Linked DNA regions of Sus scrofa: region 1 is linked to region 2. A link is a contact called in public HiChIP or PLAC-seq data. All regions are on one chromosome and are shown on one strand. The core of a region is the stretch at or near the end of the contact, and the rest is flanking DNA. Distances in the headings are between cores, read along the strand shown. Region 1 holds the start of LOC110261661 (histone H1.5). Region 2 holds the start of HIST1H2BD (histone cluster 1, H2bd).

Region 1 (6,697 bases), core at 536-3,035, 800 kb after region 2:
CGCGCCCAGCTGTAGTTATAAATTGTGAGTGTTTCTCTTTTCTCTTCAGTCTCTTCTGTGCCAGTTTCCTATTGCGGATCATGTCTGGACGTGGGAAGCAGGAGGTAAAGCTCGCGCCAAGGCCAAGACCCGCTCCTCGCGAGCCGGGCTCCAGTTCCCGGTGGGCCGAGTGCACCGCCTGCTCCGCAAGGGCAACTATGCCGAGCGGGTTGGAGCTGGGGCGCCGGTGTACTTGGCGGCGGTGCTGGAGTACCTGACGGCCGAGATCCTGGAGCTGGCGGGCAACGCGGCTCGCGATAACAAGAAGACGCGCATCATCCCGCGCCACTTGCAGCTGGCCATCCGCAACGACGAGGAGCTCAACAAGCTGCTGGGCAAAGTCACCATCGCTCAGGGCGGCGTCCTGCCCAACATCCAGGCGGTGCTGCTGCCCAAGAAGACCGAGAGCCACCACAAGGCCAAGGGCAAGTAAGGTTTCCGTAGCAAAGCCTTCTAAACCAAAGGCTCTTTTCAGAGCCACCTACTTTTTCTGTGGAAGAGCTGGCTCGTGTCAATCCAATTGTCACTGTTACCGGTGGTTTGCGGAAGTTGAGCCAAGAGCCATCTTAAAATCGGGAACTTCTCCCTCCCCCTTGTGGCTCAACGAACCCAAAAACAAATAGTACACACGAGAGATGCGTGTTGGGTTGGATCCCTGGTGCACCCCGGTTTTTGAGCTTGGGGCTTAAGGATCCCGCGTTCGTGTGACCTTTGGCTTTTAGGACACTCATACGGATCAGATCTCGCGCGGCGGCGCCCGAAGTGGCGGGTGTGGGCGTAGTTATTGTTTTTTGAATCAGGGACCTATCAGAACACGGCGCGGGCTTTTTAAAGTTTCAGCCATGTTATTACATCCTTCGTATTTTGTAAACTTTCTCGGAGGAAGAAAGTTGAATGCCTGAACCAAAGTAAGAATATAAGAGGACAGTTGATATTTAGTGCACAGCTGTTTTCAGAGGTCTCTGGGTGGCTCTGAAAAGAGCCTTTGGGGGTTTGCTACCTCGAGCGCCAACTTCCTACTTCTTCTTGGGAGCCGCCTTCTTGGCCTTTGCAGCTTTGGGTTTTGCTGCCTTAGGCTTTGCGGCTTTGGGCTTGGCGGCCTTAGGCTTCACAGCCTTGGGCTTAGCGGGGCTCTTGGCAGCCTTTTTCGGCTTGGCGGCGGCCTTCGCCTTCTTAGGGCTCTTGGCCACCTTTTTGACGCCAGCAGCCGCGGGTTTCTTGGCCTTCTTGGGCGTCTTCTTCACAGCTTTCTTGGCCCCCGCAGCCTTCTTTGGCTTCTTAGGGGTGGACCCGGCAGGCTTCTTTGCCTTAGCGGCCCCAGCCTTCTTCGTTTTGGGCTTGGCTTCCCCAGTGGCTGCCTTCTTATTGAGCTTAAAGGAGCCAGAAGCACCGGTGCCCTTGGTCTGCACCAGGGTGCCCTTGCTCACCAGGCTCTTGAGACCCAGCTTGATGCGGCTGTTGTTCTTCTCCACATCGTAGCCTCCCGCTGCCAGCGCCTTCTTGAGCGCAGCCAAAGAGAGGCCATTGCGCTCTTTGGAGGCGGCCACGGCCTTAGTGATCAGCTCAGAAACTGGGGGGCCAGTTGCCTTCCGCTTGGCCGCCCCTCCGCTCGCAGGCTTCTTTGTTGCCTTCTTCTTAGCAGGGGATTTCTCCACCGGCGCCGGGGCAGCCGTCTCAGCAGGAGCGGTTTCCGACATGGCGATGGGAGAAACTGCCAGAGGAAGTAGGATTCAAGATCCGAAGAGCAAGTTTTGCAATGCTGCCTTGCTGGGGCCTGGGGCTTATATAAGCCGGTGCTGCCCTGTGATTGGTGGAGCGTCCAATCCACCGCCCTAGGGCAGCCGCCTCTCGTGGTTGGACTTCCAAACTGTGTTTGTTAGTCCCCCAAATTTGATTAAATGCTAAAAAAAATCGTACAGAATTTTATCCTTTGAAACTCCAAAGGAGGAAAATAGCCTCCAGGTTCACATACTTGTTTGTGTTTTAATGAATTACGCGCAACTGATGAAAGATATTTTAAAAAATCCCTTCAGCTTTTCATAGGAATCCACCGGGCTCAAGGCATCGAGCTAGTTAGTTGGATGTTACAGTAAATTCCTAATAAGTATCAAGCGAATGTTTTTAAAAAGGATTTGTCCCTAAATTCGGCCTTTGATTCTTGCAGTAGGAAAGACACTAGGTTCCTTGGTTTTGCCATAAACTTGGTTTCCAACTGCAGGAAGTAACACAGGCGCAGGGTGGCTGGTTACATACAGCCCCAAATTAACCATATACATCTTTCTTTAAAAACCGGTTTTGCCTCTCAAGGAGTTTCCACATGCCCATGTCTTCAGAGACGTAATAGTACTGTTGCCAGAGTGACTTCTTCCAGGAGGAATAGAATTTGCTTTGGCTTCAGGATGGAATGAACTGCATTCAAATTCAAACAAATTTAGTATGTTTTTGACTGAGATGCCTTTTCTCCTTGGCAAATCCATTAAAGTATGAACAAAAATTGCTTAGCCTAGATAATGTATTTTTAAAAAAAACTCTGATACCTGATAAAAATTATTCAAGGGTTTCCAGGAGCCCTCAAAACCTCAAACTGTTTTAGATGGCATGGGATTTTGTCTATCTTTCAAGGCGCTTTTCCCAGTGCTCTCACTCAAACTCCTTAACTCCATCTACATTTAACAAATTTCCATGGTCAGGAACATTCTCTTTTGTAGGACATCAGTGTGGGAATTTTTATGTATTTAAGATAGACCTATATGCTTCAGTGAAATAATTGCCTACTATGAGAAGTATGGGTTGAGCATTAAGGGACTGGAGGTTATAGAAGTTTAGAAGAAATTAGGAAAACATTAACATTCAAGAAAACTGAGGCAATGACCAAAAGTTTGAAGGGACAGTGAATTTTTCTATTTACTGAGGAGAGGTGCGAGATATGGACAGGATTTTGAGCTTGGTTGTGATGTTTAGGATACCTAATGCAACCAGCAGTTGGTTCTTCCCTTTGAAAAACGGAGAACCAACACACTTCAACCCCAGGAGCTCCTGGAATTGAAATTACAGCCTACTCTAGTAAAATCTGGACAGTCATCTGTTTTTGCATGGCCCTCCAGCCAATTTTTTCCATTTTAAATTTTTTTTTAATGTGACAGACTATATTTTGCCCCCTAAACCTATTTACTATTGTTGTGTTTTGTAACTCCTCACAGACACGTTATGCTGCTTCAGGCTTGCTTGCATCGTTCAGAATTATGCAAATCAATAACTAAAGAAAGGGAGATTTTAACAAGAAAATGTTCCAACTAAGCATTTCCCATTTTTAATCCCCAAACCTTCAGAATATTTTGTAAGGGGGTTTGAGGGGTGGCGAGGTCCATGCTTTAGTGGTAGGAGAGGCCAATATTTGTTGAGTATTTAACTAAAGTGCCAGGAACTAACCTTAGCACTCTCTACAAACTTTAATCCGTTTGCCACATTTTACAGCTGTACAAAGGAGTCCCAGAAGGAGGCTGTGTAACTTGGTAAAGGTTATACAGGTAAAAGCAATTGGCAGCTGTAAGGCTTGAACCTCAACCTTATTTCTTTCTACAACAGGAAGACATGGAGCACTATCTGTAGTCACAGCACAGTACTTGGGGGGCGAGGGGAAGCTGCACTTGTTTCCAAAGTTATTCACGTTAGGCAGTAATAACAAAGAATGGGGCAACAGTTCTTTCCATAACTCCCATAACTGTTTAGTTTCTAAAAAGGGTTTCTCCGCCTTCCCGTTAACAGCAATAGGCTAACCTAAGAACAAAGTGCCAGCCACTTGCAGTCTGCAACATAACCTCCGAACAAGTTGGAGCCCACAATAGCTGTCTTCCAAGAACCTTGATATTTTTGGCACGACATATATCATCTAGAACCCACAGCTCCTTTTTGGTGAGAATTGAGGGGCTCTGAAAAGAGCCTTTGGGGTAGGGTATTAGATGAAGGAAGATGCCAGGAGATTTAAGCTCTTTCCCCGCGGATGCGGCGAGCCAGCTGGATGTCCTTGGGCATGATGGTGACGCGCTTGGCGTGGATGGCGCACAGGTTGGTGTCCTCGAAGAGCCCCACCAGGTAGGCCTCGCACGCCTCCTGCAGCGCCATCACGGCCGAGCTCTGGAAGCGCAGGTCCGTCTTGAAGTCCTGCGCGATCTCGCGCACCAGCCGCTGGAACGGCAGCTTGCGGATCAGCAGCTCCGTGGACTTCTGGTAGCGCCGGATCTCGCGCAGGGCCACCGTGCCGGGCCGGTAGCGGTGCGGCTTCTTCACGCCGCCGGTGGCGGGCGCGCTCTTGCGGGCCGCCTTGGTGGCCAGCTGCTTGCGCGGCGCCTTGCCGCCGGTGGACTTGCGAGCGGTCTGCTTGGTACGAGCCATGGCTGAGTCGCGCCACTTGCTTAATCGCAGAGGAGGCTGGCTTCTCAATATATATAGTGACCCTCGAGTCTTGATTGGACAATAGGGCGCAGCCTCCCTCCCCTGCCCCGCCCTTTCCACTTGCCCCACCTTTCCACCATTTCCCGCCCACAGATTTGGATCTGGGTTTATTCTTTAAGGAAGCATTTTCGCGCTTCTGATTTGGCCATTGGGTTTATTGTACAGAATAAAATTTTAGGAGTTCCCGTCGTGGCGCAGTGGTTAACGAATCCGACTAAGAACCATGAGGTTGCGGGTTCGCTCCCTGCCCTTGCTCAGTGGGTTAACGATCCGGCGTTGCCGTGAGCTGTGAGCGGCTCGGATCCCGCGTTGCTGTGGCTCTGGCGTAGGCCGGTGGCTCAGCTCCGATTGGACCCCTAGCCTGGGAACCTCCATATGCCGCGGGAGCGGCCCAAGAGATAGCAAAAAAGACAAAAAAAAAAAAAAAAAAAAGATAAAATTTTATTGGCTTTAAAAAAAGCCTGCAGGATGCATCAACATTCTTAAAGTGCTTTCTGCTACTTTAAATACGGCGTCATAATTGGATCCTTGACAAAAAGTTTACTAAATAACATGAAAGGGAACTGGTGTATGAAAAAGGCATTGAAGTTGAAATCTAGCCAAGTCCTATGCCAGGGTTATTAAGCTTCAGCGTGCTTAAACACTTTATTAAAACGAGAGCTGGCCAACTTCTTCTGTAAAAGGGTTTGATTGTACTACGCACTGCCAGCTCTAACGTAGTGTAACCACTTTGCCCTAGATGTTGCTGTGCGGGCAGTTGAAATGGCCAATAAGCCCAGGCTACACTTAATGTCTGTGCAGAGTTAATGTACGGATTACGATCAAACTGATAACGATAGGTGTGGTTGCTGATGGGGTATGGGTTAAGTGACAAAGCTCGGTTTAAATACCCCATTTTCGACGCTATAGTTGCCCTAAGCCAGACTCCACAGTTAAGTGGTCCAAAAGAAAAAAAACCTTAAGTGCATGTTGTGTATGGCTCTTCAATAGATTTGGTGGGTGGCCCTAAGAAGGGCCTTTTGAGTAAGAGTACTTGCTTGAGGTACCTCTAGCCGCCGAAGCCGTAGAGGGTGCGGCCCTGGCGCTTGAGCGCGTAGACCACGTCCATGGCGGTGACGGTCTTGCGCTTGGCGTGCTCGGTGTAGGTGACGGCGTCCCGGATCACGTTCTCCAGGAACACCTTCAGCACCCCGCGGGTCTCCTCGTAGATGAGACCGGAGATGCGCTTGACGCCGCCGCGCCGGGCCAGGCGCCGGATGGCAGGCTTGGTGATGCCCTGGATGTTGTCCCGCAGCACCTTGCGGTGGCGCTTAGCGCCTCCTTTCCCCAGACCTTTCCCGCCCTTGCCACGACCAGACATGTCTATTGCCTTAGCAAGTATGCTGTACTGTTGCAGTGTCGCGTTTATATAGTGGTGGTTCGGACCTGTTTGGGAACTGCTCAGGCCAGCTCTACCGCCTCAGGGAGTTTCCAGACCCGAAGCCCCGCCCATGTTTTCAAGCAGAAAGGAAAGGGTGGTGCTTAGACTCCTGCATCAAATAGGCGCCAAAAAAAAATCTCCTAGTTCAGCTTCTAATTTTTTTTTCCTCTGTTGAACTCTTGTTTGCTCCTGACTTGAAACCTGATTTTCAGAACTCTTTATCAGAGAAACCCCGTATTTTCTCCCCAAACGCTCTCGAGATCTAAATATATTCTCTAATATACAGTTTTTCATGCCTAACACCCCATCCTTGTTTTACCTACTGTCCTACGTTGTTTCCCAAATTTCATAATACCATGTAACCAGTAATGTCTTTATTGTCCCTTCTAAGTGTCTCCTAATTTAGCTAGTTTTCATGCCTGAAATACATCCAACAATAGTTACCAGGAACTCTGATTCTTTCATTTCTTCATCTTACTGGCGTTTCCAGGGTTGGAGATTGAGAGGAAAAACAATCAAGATGAAGGCGAGTGTCCCTAGGGTGGGGACACCCTGCTGCCTTGTCCTCCTGGGTTTACCAACATGGGCAGAGACTATGAATCTTCAAATCAGGCTGGTTACTATAGGCTGAATGTTTCTGTTCTCCCCAAATTCATATGTTGAAATTTAATCTCCAGTGTAAGAGTGTTTGGAGGTAGGGTCATTGGGAAGTGGTTTGGTCCTAAGTGTGGAGCCCTCATGAATGGGCTTAGTGCCTCTATAAAAGAGACCCCATTGTCTCTTCCA
Region 2 (6,392 bases), core at 629-3,128:
GAGAGGTCAAAAAACTCCACAGTTAAAGATCAGTTTATAATTTACGAAGAAAATAGAAAGTTTTGTTTCTCTGAGTTGAAATTTGACGAGCACGGTGGGAAATATTGCTGGGTTTTGGCATAAGGTTTTGTGCTTTCCTCATAATTTGAGACTTGCGTGAAGCCTGAGGCTTCGGGGATCATTTTCTGAGAAAAATTGGGCAATTCGGTCGAGAGAATTTTGATATTTTTGGCATTTTTTGAGGTGTAACAAACACAACTCGGGATCCGAGAGGACACTCTGCGGCTGCCAGCGAGGCGGGCTGGACAGCGCACCAATCACGGCGCAGCTCCGCCCTATATAAACGGGCGGGCGCAGCGGCGCGGCCCGAGTCCCGGCCAGTGCCTCTGTTTCCGGCTCGAATTGCTCTCCCACGCCCGCCTTCAACATGTCCGAGACTGCGCCTGCCGCGCCGGCTGCTCCGGCCCCTGCGGAGAAGACGCCAGTGAAAAAGAAGGCCCGCAAGTCTGCAGGTGCTGCGAAGCGCAAGGCGTCTGGACCTCCCGTGTCCGAGCTCATCACTAAGGCTGTCGCCGCCTCCAAGGAGCGCAGCGGCGTGTCCTTGGCTGCGCTCAAAAAGGCGCTGGCGGCCGCTGGCTACGATGTGGAGAAGAACAACAGCCGTATCAAGTTGGGTCTGAAGAGTTTGGTGAGCAAGGGCACCCTGGTGCAAACCAAGGGCACTGGCGCCTCCGGCTCTTTCAAGCTCAACAAGAAGGCGGCCACCGGGGAAGCGAAACCCAAAGCCAAGAAAACGGGCGCGGCTAAGCCCAAAAAGCCCGCGGGAGCGGCTAAGAAGCCCAAGAAGGCGACGGGGACGGCCACCCCGAAGAAGAGCGCCAAAAAGACTCCAAAGAAGGCGAAGAAGCCTGCCGCGGCTGCAGGAGCCAAAAAAGCAAAGAGCCCCAAAAAAGCGAGAGCCGCCAAGCCTAAGAAGGCGCCCAAGAGCCCAGCGAAGGCCAAAGCGGTGAAACCTAAGGCGGCTAAACCAAAGACCGCCAAGCCCAAGGCAGCCAAGCCAAAGAAGGCGGCAGCCAAGAAGAAATAGGAAGTCCCTTTGGCCAACGGCTTACAAGCTCTACACAACCCAAAGGCTCTTTTCAGAGCCACCCACAGATCTCCGGAAAAGAGCTGTTGCACACTCTTAAGGGGGCGTGGCTGGGAGGAAAAGGCTGCGAGTTAAAGGGCGGGCCTCCGGGGACGGGAGGTGGGTCTTCATAGCGATTCATTTAAAACCTGTGGGAGGTGTAGCGGGCCGGGTATTTTGTCTGTCCCGAGTTTGGTTGGGTAGAAGGCCCACATCTTGCACACGTTTGGGAGTCAGGACTGATTCCGTTCGTGTTGCCCTAGCGCTATCTTCTAAGTATCCATTGCACAAATGTTAAGGTTAACGAACGTGAACTTGAAGGTGACCCAGCTCACCTTCAAGTTGATGTATGTGGTGGCTGCAAATTATTAGCTGTCCCAGGCGCAGGATAAGGCGTTTGCCCACCAACTTCATCAGCAGGACACTTAGATGGCTGCTAGTTGCGTGCAAACCCAATGCACCGAGTTATTAAAACTAACCCGTTCTAGGCTAAGCAGCCTTCTCTTAGCGGTGAAATACAGAGTGCAACTACTTGAAAAAACTATTTATACTAGCTGTGAGTAGCCTAGTCCAAGCCCTCTGATTGGGTCGAAGCAAAGTAAGTTAACAGCCAATGGAAACGTAGACCTGCAAGTTTCATTTACATTCGTGTTTGTGACGCCACAATAAAATTAATCCAATCGTGAGCGAAACCTTACTAACCTCATTTGAATACCGCATCTATAAATAAATGTGGCCTCACCCTGACTGACTATTTTCCCAGGTGTTAGCCTTGCAGTTCTAACTTTTAACGCTGCTATGCCTGAACCCACCAAATCTGCTCCCGCCCCGAAGAAGGGGTCCAAGAAAGCGGTGACTAAGGCGCAGAAGAAGGATGGCAAGAAGCGCAAGCGCAGCCGCAAGGAGAGCTACTCCGTGTACGTGTACAAGGTGCTGAAGCAGGTCCACCCGGACACTGGCATCTCGTCCAAAGCCATGGGCATCATGAACTCCTTTGTCAACGACATCTTCGAGCGCATCGCGGGTGAGGCCTCGCGGCTGGCGCATTACAACAAGCGCTCGACCATCACGTCCCGGGAGATCCAGACGGCCGTGCGGCTGCTGCTGCCCGGGGAGCTGGCCAAGCACGCCGTGTCCGAGGGCACTAAGGCCGTCACCAAGTACACCAGCTCCAAATAAATTTGCCAAGTAAGCATCTTTACTGTTAACCCCAAAGGCTCTTTTAAGAGCCACGCATGCTCTCAGCAAATGAGTTGTAATTGTTTAATTCCAAAGACTACTTTTTGAGTTCCCCCAAATTTAAAGTTTCGTTGCCATGCTTTAGTGCTCCAATAACAGCTACTTAGGAAATACTTATGAAGAACCTACGCAATAACTATGTGCCATAGGTTGCGGGTTCACTGTGGGCAAGTACCGATGAATTATTTAATGTCACCTAACTAAATGTTAGTTTGCACTCAAAATGCCATTTCAAGGGTACACCTTTCCTTTCCGTGTGTAGGTCTCCAAGTTGATCCTGGCGTTGTTCCAGAACTTGCGGATGACAGATTACCCAGAGCAGGAAACAGCATGCTCTGACAACTTCATTCTGCACTTTTTCTATTCTATTTTTCTTTTTTCTTTTTCAAGCCATGTAGACATATCTGAAAAAAGGCTGAAGACAATGTGAGTTTTCACAGATATATTGCAAAGGCTTTACTGGTTTGCTTGCTTTGTAATTGGTGCAGTTCTGCTTGAGGTTCTGAGCAGCGGCAGGGGAGGTAAAGGAGAAGCCCAAACTATCCTAAAGGATCCGACGGAAGGGAAAAGGAAAGGGAAGCCGTCTTTGAAATCCCTTGAAATCCTCTCAGCTACTCTATCTTCTTTCCCAGAAAGTCCTAATTAATTCTTAGTCCTGGGGGCGGGGCAGCATTCAGCTTTAATATTCTCTGGGTCAAAAGAGAGAAGCCCAAACTCTCAATCGGTTAATGTGTCGGAATCAGGGCTTAAGCCCCCTTTTCAGCACCCTTACCGCTTTACCGAATGTCCCCGAGCATCAAGGGTAGAGAGGAAGTAGAAAGGGAAGGGCAGGCAGCCCCTTCTGGCAGCAGTTGGCTTTTGCTGCACTAAGTCGGATAGCCTTAAGTGTTTTCATTGCTGGGGAAGATAAAACCTCTGAAAGGAAGTGGGGGCGGGGGAGCCTGTGGCAGGAAGGAAAGGAATCGATAATCAGAGGTGGCCAAGAAAATTGCAAAGTAGATGAGGCTGGACTGGGAGTGAAGTGCTGATTGAGATGGAAAATCTCAATGGTAGGCAGTGGTATTGTAGGCTGAGAGAAGAATGAATTTAGAAACTCTAGGGTTCTCACATCTCCCAAACAGAGAGATTCATGGATCATGGGGATAGATTTTCCATAATAAGGCAATCTGGGTACTTGGATGGACAATTAAAATTTAGAAACGTATTTTTTAAAATTATAAAAACAACAAAGAGCCACTACAAAAGTAAGGAACTCTCAGACCCAGGGGTTTGGTCCATGTTGAAACCACAAGCGCCTCAGCTGGCGTCACCCAAACCTAAGCTGTGTTTTTTATGGTGTTATGTGAAGACTGGCCCTGGTGGGGAGCCTGATAAGAACTCTTTTCCAGTGAAGCTGAGACACCAGACCAGAATAAACTAGTAATAAACATGCACACATACAACTCATCATTGATGATTGCAAAGTTGGCCCTGAGCCTTGTTGCCTGGCAAGCGGATGCTACTGCTGAGAATTTGGACTATAAGCCAGCCTTCGCTCTTACTCATTTCATCATTAATACTGCGAGGATTCAAAACACCCAGGGTGCAGAGTTCCTACTGTGGCGCAGTGGTTAAAGAATCCAACTAGGAACTATGAGGTTTCGGGTTCAATCCCTGGCCTTGCTCAGTGGGTTAAGGATCCGGCGTTGCCGTGAGCTGTGGTGTAGGTCACAGACACGACTCAGATCCTTGTTGCTGTGGCTGTGGTGTAGGCCGATGGCTACAGTTCTGATTAGACCCCTAGCCTGGGAATCTCCATATGCTGCAGAAGCAGCCCTAGAAAAGGCAAAAAGACAAAAGAAAAAAACAACCAGGGTGGGAATTTATTTTAGGGATATTCCAAACTGGTTTGATGCCCTTGAGCACCTGATAAAAGCAAATGCAAATCCTCCCTGGAAGAATAAACTTCCTTCTAGGCCCCAATAAATCTCCGTAGATAAATATCCAAGAAAATGAATGAGCAGCTACACAACCAAAATTAACCAAACATACCATGAAACAAGACAACAGGAACAAGAGCAATAGACAATGCAAAAAAAAGCACGAATTAACAGATAATAGATTTCAAGTGACTAAATTTAATATCTTTAAAAAAACTGTAAAATATGTAAGACTACAAAGAATAATCACACAGATTTGAAAAAAATTCTAGAAATATAGATACATTTATTTCTAGAATTTTTGTTTTCTATATATGAGTATAGAAGACAAATATTATTCTATAACATGATATATGTAATTAATTAAAATCACCCAGTAAGTTTTTTATTTTGATTCCATTATAATTAATTAATTACATATATCATTTTTTATCCAAAATTCAGAGAGAAGAATGTATAAGTGAATTTAAGATATCTGGAATTGGAGTAATCTTGTGGCCTAGCAGGTTAAGGATCCAGCATTATTGCAGCAGCAGTTCTAGTCACTGCTGTGGTGCGGGTTCACTCCCTGGCCCAGGATTTTCCACATGCCTCCCACCTGTGCAAAAAAAAAAAAAAAAAAAAAAAAAAGGACCTGGAGTTAATAAAATTTTCTGGCATGCATCTAGTCATAGTAACAGGACAAACTGAAAATGATGTAAAGGTGAGATTTAAAGATTGTGGCTGATAACTTCTTAGAATTAATGGATTATTTCATATAATTTGAAATAAATGAGTGAAAAATATAATTAGAAATAAATGAGGAAGTTCCTGTTGTGGTACAGTGGAAATGAATCTGAGTCGTATCCATAAGGATGTGGGTTTGATTCCTGACTTGGCACAATGGGATCCTGTGTTGCTGTGAGCTGCAGTGTAGGTCACATACACAGCTTGGATCCCAAGTTGCTGTGGCTGTGGTGTACGCCGGCAGCTGTAGCTGCAGCTCCGATTCAACCCCTAGCCTGGGAACTTCCATATGCCACAGGTGCAGCCCTAAAAAACAGAAAAGAAAAGAAATAAATGAGTGAAAAATGATACAACATAAGGGGTTACTGTGTAACACTGAACCTAGCCCTATATGTCCTTACAACAAAGGTAATGCTGCTTTTCATGTGGTTGTAACTTCTAATCTATGTGAACACATCGTATCAGGCTGAAGCACTATGAAATTGGCGGGGGTGGGGTGGGGGGGTGGGAGTGAAGATAACTGAGTGATTATTTACATGTTTTTTGTATCTAGCTAATTACTAAATTCTATTAATGCTAATCAATATTTAATGGGCTGCCATGATTTTCATTGCATATTACACGATCATTAGCAAATAAAAAAGTTTGATATCCTCAGCAATAACTATTTTTCTTAACCTCTTTTATCATGTTATTATGTCAGATAAAATCACAGACTGTTCCGTATTAGACCTGATAGTAGGTGTCACCATCTTTTTCCTCTTTTATGTGCAAATAGCTTTGATAGTTCATGATTTATAATAACACTTTGTGTGTGTGTGCGTAGTCTTTATTGTGTGATGTCGTTTCCTTTTAATTCTATGTTAAATGTTTTTATTAAGAATGATTTACCAATTTGGGGCCTCTGATGAAAGCTTATCTTTTTCTCCTTTAACTTGTTACAATGAAGTATATGTAAATTCTTACATGTTAATTCGTACTTCCAATCCTAGGCCAAATGTTATTTGGTCATGTTTATTATTACCTTAAACAATGGCTGGATAAGGTTTAATATATTGCATGGATTTTTTTTTTTAATCTCTACTAGTCACACATGAAATCATTTTGTGATTTTCTGTTTTGAGTTTACCTTCATCAGATTCCATCATTAAGATTTATGAGGATTCTTGATGTGTGTTCAAATGCCATAATAAATTGTACCATGGCAATAGGGGGTTTTTTGGTATTTATTAGTATTTATTATAAATACTCTTTTATTTATTAATAGAGTATTTATTTATAAATCAATTTATTTAAGAGATAGTCATTGAATATCTCTGGGCTAGTCACTCACACAGACACTGGGGATACAAAGAGAAAGGTCCTTGACCTCCAGGAGCCCT

What was found. HiChIP or PLAC-seq counts read pairs in DNA pulled down with a chosen protein or histone mark.
Region 1: an H3K27ac HiChIP or PLAC-seq map of alveolar macrophages shows a contact between it and region 2. The contact joins the promoter of LOC110261661 here to the promoter of HIST1H2BD in region 2. A contact is called at or near these places in 1 of 5 promoter capture datasets (fetal skeletal muscle), 3 of 47 Hi-C or Micro-C datasets (heart right ventricle, retroperitoneal adipose tissue and subcutaneous adipose tissue) and 2 of 2 datasets of contacts at active chromatin or transcription factors (alveolar macrophages and skeletal muscle).

The regions. Positions count from the first base shown.
Region 1 is chr7:21,620,861-21,627,557 of Sscrofa11.1, forward strand. It overlaps LOC110261661 (histone H1.5), which reads right to left and starts at 1,786. Exons shown (of 1, transcript XM_021099835.1): 1 at 1,003-1,786. The coding sequence starts at 1,736. The coding sequence ends at 1,056. It overlaps LOC100525821, which reads right to left and starts at 5,878. Exons shown (of 4, transcript XM_021099852.1): 1 at 5,538-5,878; 2 at 4,103-4,474. The coding sequence starts at 5,851. It also overlaps the pseudogene LOC100511884.
Region 2 is chr7:20,819,212-20,825,603 of Sscrofa11.1, forward strand. It overlaps HIST1H2BD (histone cluster 1, H2bd), which reads left to right and starts at 1,879. Exons shown (of 2, transcript NM_001243656.1): 1 at 1,879-2,314. The coding sequence starts at 1,925. The coding sequence ends at 2,305.